2 separate regions of the Hordeum vulgare genome follow, and region 1 is linked to region 2. Evidence: chromatin contacts called from public Hi-C data. All regions are on one chromosome and are shown on one strand. Each heading gives the region's core, a stretch centred on a gene start, on an enhancer-like site or on the middle of the called end of the contact. The rest is flanking DNA. Distances are from core to core; before and after follow the strand shown.

Region 1 (5,582 bases), core at 3,069-5,568, 240 kb before region 2:
TCCCCATTTTATTTTTACCATACCTTTAATGCCTAACATGAATGTCTGAATTTTGAAAGTGATACTCCTCAAACACCGAGTATCATATTTTCTTTTTCTTAGGAAAAAAATTGCAGGTTATGATCTGACTTTTAGGTTATGTTGTTCAGGATCATCGAAAGCTTATAAACAACCTCAAACTTATTCAGGATTATCTTTGCTCTTTTGAGTCGCAGGTAATTTTTCCTTCATTAGTCAAGTGTGAAATTTGTTTATTGGCAATTTTGACCCATTTGTTAAATTTTAAACTGCCATACAGCTCTCCAACAGAGTATTTGCCCATTAAAAGCATGAAATCTGCTAGTCATATTTTACTTTAAGACGTCAATATTTAACAAAAGCTACCCAAGGAGTCAAGGATCATGTTGTTTCTTGTATATGTATTTTCACCTGCGTTATGTCTTGTATTGAATCCGCCATCTTTTCTAGTTCAGTGTTTCATTGTTTGTTTTCTCTAACCTACTGTCTAAATCTGATCAGGGATTGACTGTTGTTGACATCTCAGCAAACTCGTTTCCTCAGACGTTAGATTGGCTTCATGGCTATCTTCTTCAGGTACCTGAGAAATCTAAGCAGATTCTGCTGTACCTTCATGCCAGTCATTTTATGCCCCATTTTCTATATTTTCTTAAAGGTTGCATTCCATCTTTTGTAAATTCTAAAATAATTCACTTCATAAATGCTGTCATGTCCAAAGGGAACTGCTTGTAGTGTAACATAGTAACATACTCAATTTTGCTAACACATATAGTCCTATCATCAGAAAGACCCAGCTACTTTGGGTTGATTAAAACATCACCTAGTTACCTAGTGACAGCATGGATGCTAAGAAAGGCTCTCAAATATTTTTGGCATAAGTATGTTGTGGTCATCAGTTCGACAGTTTTGCATCTGGTATTTCTTGACCTTGGACTACTATGTTTTTCTTGACAGTGCATTGAGCGCGGCCTTCTGGCTGCATGTTCAGAAGGCCCCAAGCAATAGGAAAGCCAGTTAACATGAGGTATCTGCTGTTTCACTTTAATAGATGGCATATTTCTGGAAAATACTTTGTTTTTCATTATTGACATGGTTGTTTGCTAAAAAGTTTCTCTTAAATACAACGTGCACTCACTAAAAACTGTTATAATTCGTTTACCAGCTGGTATTTGAGTGAGTTACTGGTGAATAGGTGTTACTAAAGTACAAAATAAAATAAAAATTATAGTTGTGTTGCCTCTTGAAATGGTATTTTATATAGATCATGAAGTTAGTACCATCAAATGTTGTAATTGGATGATATTTTTCATGTTGCAGGTCCTTCCAATGTTACTACTCCCTCCGATCCATATTAATCACTAAATCAGCGACAATTAATATGATAGGAGTAGATAAAATTTTCATATATTAAATTTCAGATTTCAATAATTCTGTCGAATTTGAGTGCTTAGGAAGTTAGATGTCATTTCCTTGTCTACAAATCATGGTGCCGAGGCACAAACCCTGCACAAGGCATAAGCATGCCCATGGATGGTTTGATGACGAACATACCATGTCCTCCAATAAAATAGAGGGTTATATAAGATTGCCGAGGGCAGAAAACTTGTTTGTAAGCGCGTAATGCAAATCTCGTTTACCACATTTCACCATAAAACGGAACATGGAATTGCTCTTCGGATGCTTCTCCCAACAGGATTGTGCCCAAGCCCTCGAATGTGATGTGATCACCAATTTGGAGGTCCACTTTTAGTGATTGTATCTCTCTCGTGTGACAGATTTTCAGTGCCGATCCAATTATCTTGATGGCTTAGAATCCTAGCAGAACTGAAAGGTATGTTATGGTTTCCTCTACTTTGAACCCCTCTGATTACCTTAAAACTTAACTTCACCGTGTGATTTTTTTTTTCCTAGTTTGTTACTTAGAGTACTCATAAGCACACAAGGCGGTCTCAGAGAGACTCGAACAGAAAGGTTCGGTATGGAGTCGTTATTATATGTAATGTGTATGGTCTCCCCTCGTCATGGGTTGTTTGCACTCGGCATAATAGAGTATAGTCTTCCTGAAAGTTTGGTATGTTTCATTTGTAATTGTTAGTAATTTGTGCAAATTATGAATCCATGACTGGGTTAATCATGGCCACATTATGACTCAGATTGAGAAATGAGGTGCAAATTGGAAGGTATGCTTTTGCTCTCTGGCATTCCTACTATAAATCCTAAATTCTTTGCTGAACTTAACAAATCAAGGGGGTAAAATCGGTGTCGGTAATCCTGAAGTGTTGTAGTACGTGACAACAGCTACAAAACATTTGTCTGAAATTGGCCGCCCCTGAGCCATCAGATCAATCGCCATCGTGCATTTGGCATTCCCTTTCTAACCTAAAAGTGTGTGCGCCACCATCCTTTGCTTCACAATAGCATTGCAACCTTGTTGTCCACCAACATCGCCGGCCTTCACTCTCACTAGTTGAAGCATCGGCGACGCTCTTGCAGTGGTTGCACATCGACAATGTTTTGTAGCGGGTGCAACATCAACAAAGTTAAGGAGGCATCGACAATGTGACATTGTTCCCCCAAAGAGTCGGCAATGCGACATTCCTGTAAGCACCGCGATGTTGCAACGACACCGACATGGCGACCGCTAGCCGCCTTGCAATACAATGTTCCACCGACAAGCAGCCTCAGCCGCCTTGCAATACAATGTTCCACCGACAAGCAGCCTCACAGGACCGTGGAGACTGACATCCAAACAAAAGCCATTCAAAACCACAAACAAAAGCCATTCAAAACCACAAGACTACACGTCAATCATCCAAAAGAAGTTGATAAATAAAAGTCATTTGCATTTATGTCCCTAAGTTGAACCACCTATTTAGATTTACCCCTAATTTCGAAGCATGTTCAAATTTGCTCCTCTGCCGTTAAGTGACCTTACAGAGTTGTCCTTCCATTCCGTTTTTGTTTCTGTCCAATCAAATTTGCCCCTCTGCCATTTGTTGGACATTTTTACCCTTGAAAAAAATAGAAATTAAAAGAGAAGAAAGGGAGTGCTTACGTTTTGGCCCAAGTGCACAGCGCCAGGCCCAACCCACCTTCCCCAACCGCCGTCTTCCTCAGCTCATCACTGCACGTGCCGGGGCGTACCATCGTCGGTCGTTGTTTGACAGCTGCCGCCGCAGTAGCTCGAGTAGGGCTACTTAGCGACACCCGTAGGCCCCTGAACAGCCCTATCTAACCTCCCCCTTCCCTCCTTCGCTCTCCTCCCTTCAGCCGCATCCCAGAACAGCCGTCGTCATGATCTTCGCCGTTGTTGCGGCCATCGTCCTCACAGACGGCTGGAAAGCTGTCCAGGAGACGTGCACGCCTCGACTTCGTCTACTCCTAGTAGCAGCTCGAGCAGGACCCCACAAACATGACCGGATCGACCACCGGAGTGCCATCGTCGATCCTTCGCCCCTGTGCTGCTAAACCACAAATCAATGTCTCCGTCGTGTTCTTGGTGCCCCTAAGATGTCGTCGAGTCCTCTTCTCGAATCCATCGAGCACCGTCGTCGGACGCCGCCTAGCTCGTCGTTGCGGTTGACTCCGACCACCCCTGCATGCTCTGTTGGTACCATTGGACGCGCTTCATCGCACTCGTCCAAACTGTACTCTCTATCAACTAGTTGGTCGTCGGAGTTGCGATTCCGACAATCGCCGTCTTGGCTTTGGTCACCGGAGCGCGCCGCCAGTCCAGGGCACAGTCAAGAGAGAGGGCGGGAGAGTGAGGATGGGATGCAGGGAGGGCTGTGACGCGTGGGGAGCTAGTGCCGGCGACGCACTGTCCAGGGCAGCGGACGCTCACCGGAAGTGTGACGCGTGGGGAGCTAGTCGGTGCTCGCCGGAGGTGAGACAAAGAGGTCGTGAGACAGGGGAAAGAGGCGGGAGGGATTTTTTTTCTTTATTTCTTTGTTTTGTTTGGGGCCCACATGTAGAGGGGTAAGAGAAAGAGTTTTTCCTTCTCCTTTTTTCTGACTAGGTTCTACATGTAAGTGACAAATGAAGGCAGGGGCAAAATGTCCAACAAATGCCCTGTAGATAGTCAAATCCCTTTGACCGAACGAAAACAGAAGTGCATTTCTATAAGGTCACTTAATGGCAGAGGGATAAATTTGAGCATGCTCTAAAATTAGGATAAATATGTGTAGAGATTCGATTTAGGGACACAAATGTAAAAGACCACAGAACCCAAACACAGGGGTAGAGATGGCGGCGACTACAACCACAGGGCGGAGGGATTAGGGTTCAAATTGGGTGTATTAAATCGAACCACATTAATCCAATAATACAGCCTGGACCACACGAGATTATGCGAATCCCGACAGATGCTGCCCCTCACAGCATCTCCCATAAAATATAGAACTTTAGGGTGCCCGCAACCTACTTAGTTCAATTAGCTAAATTTTTAAAAGTAAATATTAATTCAACTAAGGAGGGTTAGAGGATGCCCATTCAGTACCATAGAACTTACATATTTTATTGATTTAAATTCAATCGGTACTATAAAATCTAAGCATTTATTGATTAGCTTACTGCAAAATAAATGACTCAGCTTTATACTAACTTCGTACTAAGACCTAACTGTTTATTGCTTGCTCAGCGATTTAAAGACCCTTTCCAGCAACCAAAATCATGACAGGGCTACAACCACTAACAAATTACCAAGACAAGACAAAACACCTGATTTTCACAAACAATATGAAGAGTAATATTTGCATTAACTATGAAACATCTAATGGTTAAGACGGTTCGCTACAATCCTCATCACACAATATCCAGTTACAATACTATGATACAAAACAAATCTGCCAGCAAGTCAGACCGCTCATCGTCCCATTAGACAGGCCATGACAGGCAGCAACTATTTACAAGAAACTAGATGCATTAGTGGCCGCCATCAGAGCCATCATCCACTGCTTTTCCAGCGGCTCCACCGCATGACTTTGCCACCGACTCAAACAGCTGTTTAATCTCAGGCGCGCAGTGTGTGAAGGATCGGTTCCAAAAGTTGTAGCGCGGGTTCTAACAAAGTAATAATTTCGCATTCATGAGTGACATTGCGATGCTTGATTTCGCCAAACATAAAAAAGAAAAATACACGTGGAGAGCCTACCTTTATCAGCTCGATGAAGGTAATGAGTAATCCCCAGGGGTGAGGACGGTTCACTATCAGACGTTCCAAGAGAACCCTGGTTACCTGCTCCTGGATATGTTCCTGCAAATTCGAGTTCCAACTCCATTGTTAGTTAACATGCAAACACACTAGATTCAATCACTCACTTGCACCAAACAAGTTCGTAGCATTCAAGTTTTTTTTTTCTTTTAGGGGCATGGCATTGAGGCTATTGGAAAGATATGTTATGAGGTCAGTCGGATAAAAACAGCAAATACAAAATTTGGCGGAGGCTATCAAATAAGAATAAAATGTCCATTATACGAGGAGTAAAAAACTGAAACATATACCTGGGTAGCTTCGGCAAATAGATACAGTATGATGAAGGAGAAGTAGTGTGTGTGGCTATTCG
Region 2 (5,960 bases), core at 886-3,385:
GTCAAAAAAATAAATAAACATGAATGTATCTAGAACTAAAATATGTTTAGATACATCTATTTCTCTGTCGAATATTTTCGGATGAAGGAAATAGTACGAACTTGCTCCAAGTAAGAAATGTCTTACACGTATGTGCTACATGTCGTATACATAATTAACTGTCGGTCCGGCTACGGTGTACTTAATAAAACAGTTTGATCGACTCGCAGCAGTACGTGGATCTACAAGTCGTTGCATATATAATTCTCAGCATTTGCTATTTGTTAGGGTCGATTCAAAATATAGTTCTCAGCATTTGCTATTCGATGTATCTAAGACACATCTAGATGTGACATAATTATTACACATCTATCTAAATAACTCAATAAAGTAGAAAGAAAAAGAAAAAAAAGGAATACCCATACGAATCTTCAAGTAAGAGCAATGATATAAAACTTAAATGTGCAATGCTTATCTCACATGTAGATGTGTTTTAGCAAAAACAGACACATCTAGATGTGACATAGTTATTGCACATCTGATCTAAATAACTAAATCAAGTATAAAAGAAAAACAAAAGGAAAAAAATATGCACATGAATCTTCACGTAAGATCAATGATATAAAACTTAGATGTGCAATACGTATCTCACATCTAGATATGTGTTAGCAAAACCGTTTGCTATTTGATAGATGGGTGGCAGGCAACCCATAAAACGTTGGATGGGGGATCAGGAAGAAGATGTATAGGGGCAGCTGGGAGGGAGAAGGAGACGACCTGACCGTCTGTAGCAACAAATTCTAAGAGGGTGATTAGATCCAAGGGACTAAAATTAGTCTGACTAAAACTAGTCTCTTTAAGAGGTTAAAGTTCCAAGCACCCCTGACTAAAGAGAGGCTAAAACTAGTCTTGAGGCTAAAATCTTTTAGTCAGGGGCACCCCTATTAAAATGTGCATTAGTCCTCTCTCTCCTCATTTAACTCCTCAGACGAGTTTTGGATTGGAGGGTTTACAGGATAATAAATGCTTATTAACTTGATTTTAGTCTCTTTAGTATTTGCATCCAAGCATGGATGAGGCTAGCAAGTTTTAGTCTCACAAGTTTTAGTCATGGGATTAAAGCGTATCCAAGCACCCTCTAAGGCACCTAACCAATAGTGTGTTCCATAGTTTCTCAATCAATTAATTGTCTTTGGTGATAAGAAATAACAAGAAACGCTCTCCCCATCGTAAGCCGCGTCGTCTATGTGACACATACCCATGTGGGGCCGCCCACCGCTTCCCCCTCCAATAACCCAGCCTTATCCCTTCCGCCTCCGCGTTATTCTTTTTCCTCTCTTTTTTCCCTTCCTAGTTACTACCCTTTGTCGCGCTAGGAAAGGAGAGGACTCGCACCAAAATACTCTCCCTATCCAAAATAAATGTCATAGTTTACGACATTTATTAATCTTATAGGCGTACTAGATCTGAAGGTAGTGTTACTATTTCTCAATCGGTTGGTGGAAAAAAAAAGAAGAAGCATACTCCTCGTATAAAAGCCTGGAGTAGCTATAAATAAAAATATGTGAACATTTCTTATTTTGCGTAAGCCCATGAACAGTACTCCGTCTGTTCCATGTATCAAATCCACGGCTGAGCTCACGCAGGAGCACCTGGTATTCTTCCCCTAGCTCGTATCTCGTGTGTAGGGCCGTGAACCACCAAATTCTCAAGGGACCAAACAAAATGGTATCTCTTGGCATAGATCATTGTCGGGAGGAAATCGAGTCCACTCTCACTCCATCGGGACATCACGTCGTAACCGACAACCACTTAGATAAGCTTCAAAGATTCGGTGGTCTGACCACCAAATTCTGCTAGTGGCACGTAGACACCAGCATAACAACAATAGCAGCACCGGGTATGCGTCAGAGAGCGACGCGCGGTAGTGTCACCGGTGGTCGAATTCACAATTTTGACCTTTATGAAAATTGTTTTTTTATTTCATGATGTGACATTTTTCAGACTGTTAAGGTATAACTGTCGTTTAACTGTCTATCGTCCGGTTGTCTGGCCATAGGATACTTATCCACATTAGTGTTGTTGATGCCCTATCCCCCTCTGTTATCAATTCTACCGCGGAGGCACCCGACCGTGGGTTATTATACCCTACCATCATCAAACACGGTTGTAGGGTTTGACCAGTTGAAGGCCGTTGGAGACGGCTGGTGGGCAGCCTGATGGACCATTCGTGGGCCAAGACGCATACTCTTCATCTCCTTTGTGATGAGATGACAGTGACCCTCGAATATTTCATCATGATCATGTCCCTACCGTTCCAGGCCTGCCTCCCATTGGCCAGGTGGAGAAGAGCAATTGGCGGGAGAAGGGCACTAAGCCTCATCAGTGATTGCCCCCTCCTCTATATGTAGTGAGGCCCATGGCGTGTCAGATAACCGAACATTGAAATGGCTTAGTACAGATAAAATGGCTCGCCGTCAACCTGCTCGGATGCTCGCAAGATGCCGACGAGCGGACAATGGAGCAGTACACTAGGGCCTACTTGCGGTATCTCCTAACAAAGGTCATGTTTTCAGACTGCTCAGGGGACACTGTCATATAGATGTGTTTAAACTTCATGGTCGACTGGGACGCAAGATACAATTAGGGGTCTGCGTGCCTCGCGTACTTATATCGTTCGGTAAGAAGCCGGCGCAATAATCGTTTATGGTTTTACTTATATCGAGCATGTAAGAAGTCCGGAGATAAGTTCGGTGTGTGTGGATGTGACTTTGCCCTCTTGATTTGGATGTGGAAGCGGTTGTCAGTGGTTCGCCCTGAAAAAGATGATCGGCTTCCGTGGATGGACTATGGCGAAGTAGGCGACACTTTTTGATACCCCACTATTGCGTACTCTTGGGACATGGTTAATTAAAGTCTTCATGTGCAAGTTCACTGCATTGTATAAGGCCTTCACGAGTGAGCTGGTCAATCTCACATATCATCATGTAAACCGCTTGGTAGTGATTTCGTGTAACCACTTTCGGGGTTGCTTAGGAAGACCTAACAAATTTGTTTGCAGGTTAACTAGTTGTTGTATAGCACAGAGCTGGGTTTCGAGCTGAACGAGATGGCTTCAAGCTTCACAAGTGAGTGATTAAACCTTTATTTTTTATTCTTTTTATGGTCTCTTACTTTTTGTTGCTACAAGCATCACTGAATTCTTAACCTACAAGCAACAAGACTCAATGATTTATGTTATTTTATGAATGAATTCCACTTTTAACCTTGTAGTTGTACATTTGTGACACATATTACCCCATTTAGTGAAACTTCTATCAAAACATCAAATTTTGAAGACTTTAAACACAGTTTCCCCTCATCTTTGCATTTCGCTTGTTTATGTTAGACAAGATTGGTATCTTGCGTCAATGATTCGTAAAATAATGTCCAAAGAACGGAGAGTATCATTCGCGATCATGTCCAGACTTCTCTTGTTCATCAGTTCCATTCCTTGTCATCGTCCAGATATTTTTGAACCTTGGACGTCATCTCACAACTTACCGAATGAACATGCATCCGAAAACGAGGTCCCAACACTTCTAAAAGCGATGTTCTAGACGAATTTCCACTGGATGGGGTAATTTGTGTCACATATGCATATCTACGGGGTAAACTATGGAATTCACTCTTATTTTATTGTTTCTTTTGCCTTAAATGATGAATACACAGATTGTTATTCGATATCTCATTGGTCAATAGAGCACAAGGACTATGTGCAAATATGTGTGCATGTGTGTGTGTGGGGGGGGGGGGTATCACAAAGAATAGGATAAGACACTGATCAAGTGGGAGGCATACGAGGAGCATCTACGGTGGTTTCATGATGGCATAATGTACCGTATGCGCCCAAGGCCACAGTGGATCAGAACAGATATCACATCACTATAGGATGATGACATCGAGAAAGAAGCCTATAATGCCAACATTAGAGAGACCGGAGGTGAATTTAGGGGGTATGCACCCCTTTATGAATAAAGTGGTAAGTTGTGTTCAATTGTTAAGAGATGAAATTTGGAAGAGAACCTACTATAGTCATTGTCATTAATTTTATTTATGTTGCTGACATTTGCAGGCTTCCGAGATGAATAGAAGAATTCTCGTTTCCTCAAATACGTTACTGCATGACCTCGGGACCGTGGAATCTAACAACTCACCGAGGGAAGTGGCGAAAGTAAGTTTGAGCCTAGCCATATAATGTCTTCGTCACTTACTTTCGGCCTAGCCATAAGCTAGTATGGTATTTTACACTAGATCTATACCATAACCATGATCCATATCATGTTTTTGTTTATTTGTTCTTGCACAAGTTCATGAACCGTTGTCAAAAGCTAGTGAGCATGCTTGGGTGCGCTAGCTTGGCCGTCGTGCATGTTCGAGGCATGTCAACACGTACTCTCGCTTCCTCGAGCCATGCCGACACAACTTCCTCTAGACATGCCTCTTCGTCGTCTCGCCATGTTGAGGAGGAGGAGGAAGATAAGGAAGATGATGATGAGGAGCAAGCCGAGGGAGAGGAATAATATGGCGACAAGAAGGGCTACGACAAGGGTGAGGAGGAGAAATATGACGAGGATGACTCACCAACACCCACTCAGCCAACCCAAGACAAAAGAGAGCCTGAACCAAAATATCAATGGAAGAGTCCATCACCATTTCTCAAAGATCTTAATCATCACCAAACAACAATGCAAGTGACCCGCTCAAATAGAAACGAATAGTGTACCGCCAAGGGGGGAAGGAAGACTAAGTGATATGTTCATCTAGAAATATTTGCTTTGCGTTGAGCTGAACAAGAACTTGGTGGCTATGTTGAAGTACTTTCTATTGTCAATTTGCTAAACTATTTGCTATATTTTACCTATACAACTATTTTCTATGTTTGATATGCTGAACTATCTCTCATTTCAATGTGTGATGCATACTATGATGAGTGGTCCTAACTTTCATTTGCATACTATATAATGTTTTTTGATGAAATTTTTACTATTTATATTGAATGATGAAATTTTGTAGAAAGGAAAACCATATTTAAAGGAGTCGGAAACTAACCACCAAAAAATTGTAACTCCGATCAACAATACCGTTTTGGGCCCTTGGGGGAGTTCAATAGCTACTACTGGGGACGTTTGCGGTAGGGTACTACTACCTGCCGCTGGGCTTGTTGGCGATAGGGTTGTACGACATACCGCCCAAATTTGTTCCTCGCAAGCAACATTATCATATCGGGGTTTTGGGGCTTTAAACCCTACCCCGTCGTCCTCGTTGGCGGTAGAGTATAACAACCTACCACCTCGTCTGTCTGGTGGTAGGCCATTAACCGACGTCCGTATGGAGCAACGACCGTGAGCGACTACTGCAGTTCACCCTGCCACGAGACAACCGGCAATAGGCAGTTATACCCTACGCGAGTGACCCTCGTGATAAGAAAAAGGGACATTAACATTTGTGCCCCTAATTTGCACCCACTCTCAGAGTTGACCCTAATTTTCTGCTATGCTCAAATTTTTCCCTCTCCCGCCAAGTTCCCTTACAGAAATGCTCTTTTGTGTCGTTATCGTCCGGTCAACGGGCTTTGACCGTCTCGGTGAACAGCAACTTAAAAAACAGTAAATCCAAAAAAATAGCAAAAAATCTAAAAAAATCTAAAATTTCGTGGGATCGAATATACTCAGGTGCGCAAGGTACGTGCAAATTTTCATGCTATTTAAACATTCCAGGAGCTCGTACCAAAGAAAAACAAATTAAAATTATACGCCTATGAACTAGTAAATTTGAAAAAATAGCAAGAAAAATTAAAAACATCTGAATTTTTTTGGCGTCCAAGATGCTTGAGTGCGCAAGGTGCCTGAGATTTTTTTTGATCAAATGGCATGGGAGGAGCTCTAGCAAAAAAATAAAATAGTGCATTTTATCAAAGTTTTTTGCCGAACCAAATTTTG

What was found. Hi-C and Micro-C count contacts between places; a contact is called where the count stands out from the background.
Region 1: a contact with region 2 is called in a Hi-C map of leaf, with 3 times the contacts expected there. The contact joins two enhancer-like sites. A contact is called at or near these places in 3 of 6 Hi-C or Micro-C datasets (all in leaf).

The regions. Positions count from the first base shown.
Region 1 is chr4H:603,689,372-603,694,953 of MorexV3_pseudomolecules_assembly, reverse strand. It overlaps LOC123449980 (CCR4-NOT transcription complex subunit 1-like), which reads right to left. Exons shown (of 51, transcript XM_045127367.1): 49 at 5,521-5,582; 50 at 5,171-5,272; 51 at 4,742-5,079. The coding sequence ends at 4,942. It overlaps LOC123449981, which reads left to right. Exons shown (of 17, transcript XM_045127372.1): 13 at 150-215; 14 at 520-594; 15 at 973-1,042; 16 at 1,336-1,849; 17 at 1,944-2,201. The coding sequence ends at 1,023. Among protein-coding and RNA genes, the nearest start is that of LOC123449981, 9.3 kb to the left of the region's middle. Within about 2 kb of position 4,318, at least 3 of the 3 cell types and tissues checked have open chromatin away from gene starts, as enhancers often do. A contact at or near this core is called in leaf, where this site is marked.
Region 2 is chr4H:603,449,691-603,455,650 of MorexV3_pseudomolecules_assembly, reverse strand. LOC123447521 (aspartic proteinase nepenthesin-1-like) reads left to right here. Exons shown (of 1, transcript XM_045124128.1): 1 at 1-129. Among protein-coding and RNA genes, the nearest start is that of LOC123447521, 4.5 kb to the left of the region's middle. Within about 2 kb of position 2,135, at least 3 of the 3 cell types and tissues checked have open chromatin away from gene starts, as enhancers often do. A contact at or near this core is called in leaf, where this site is marked.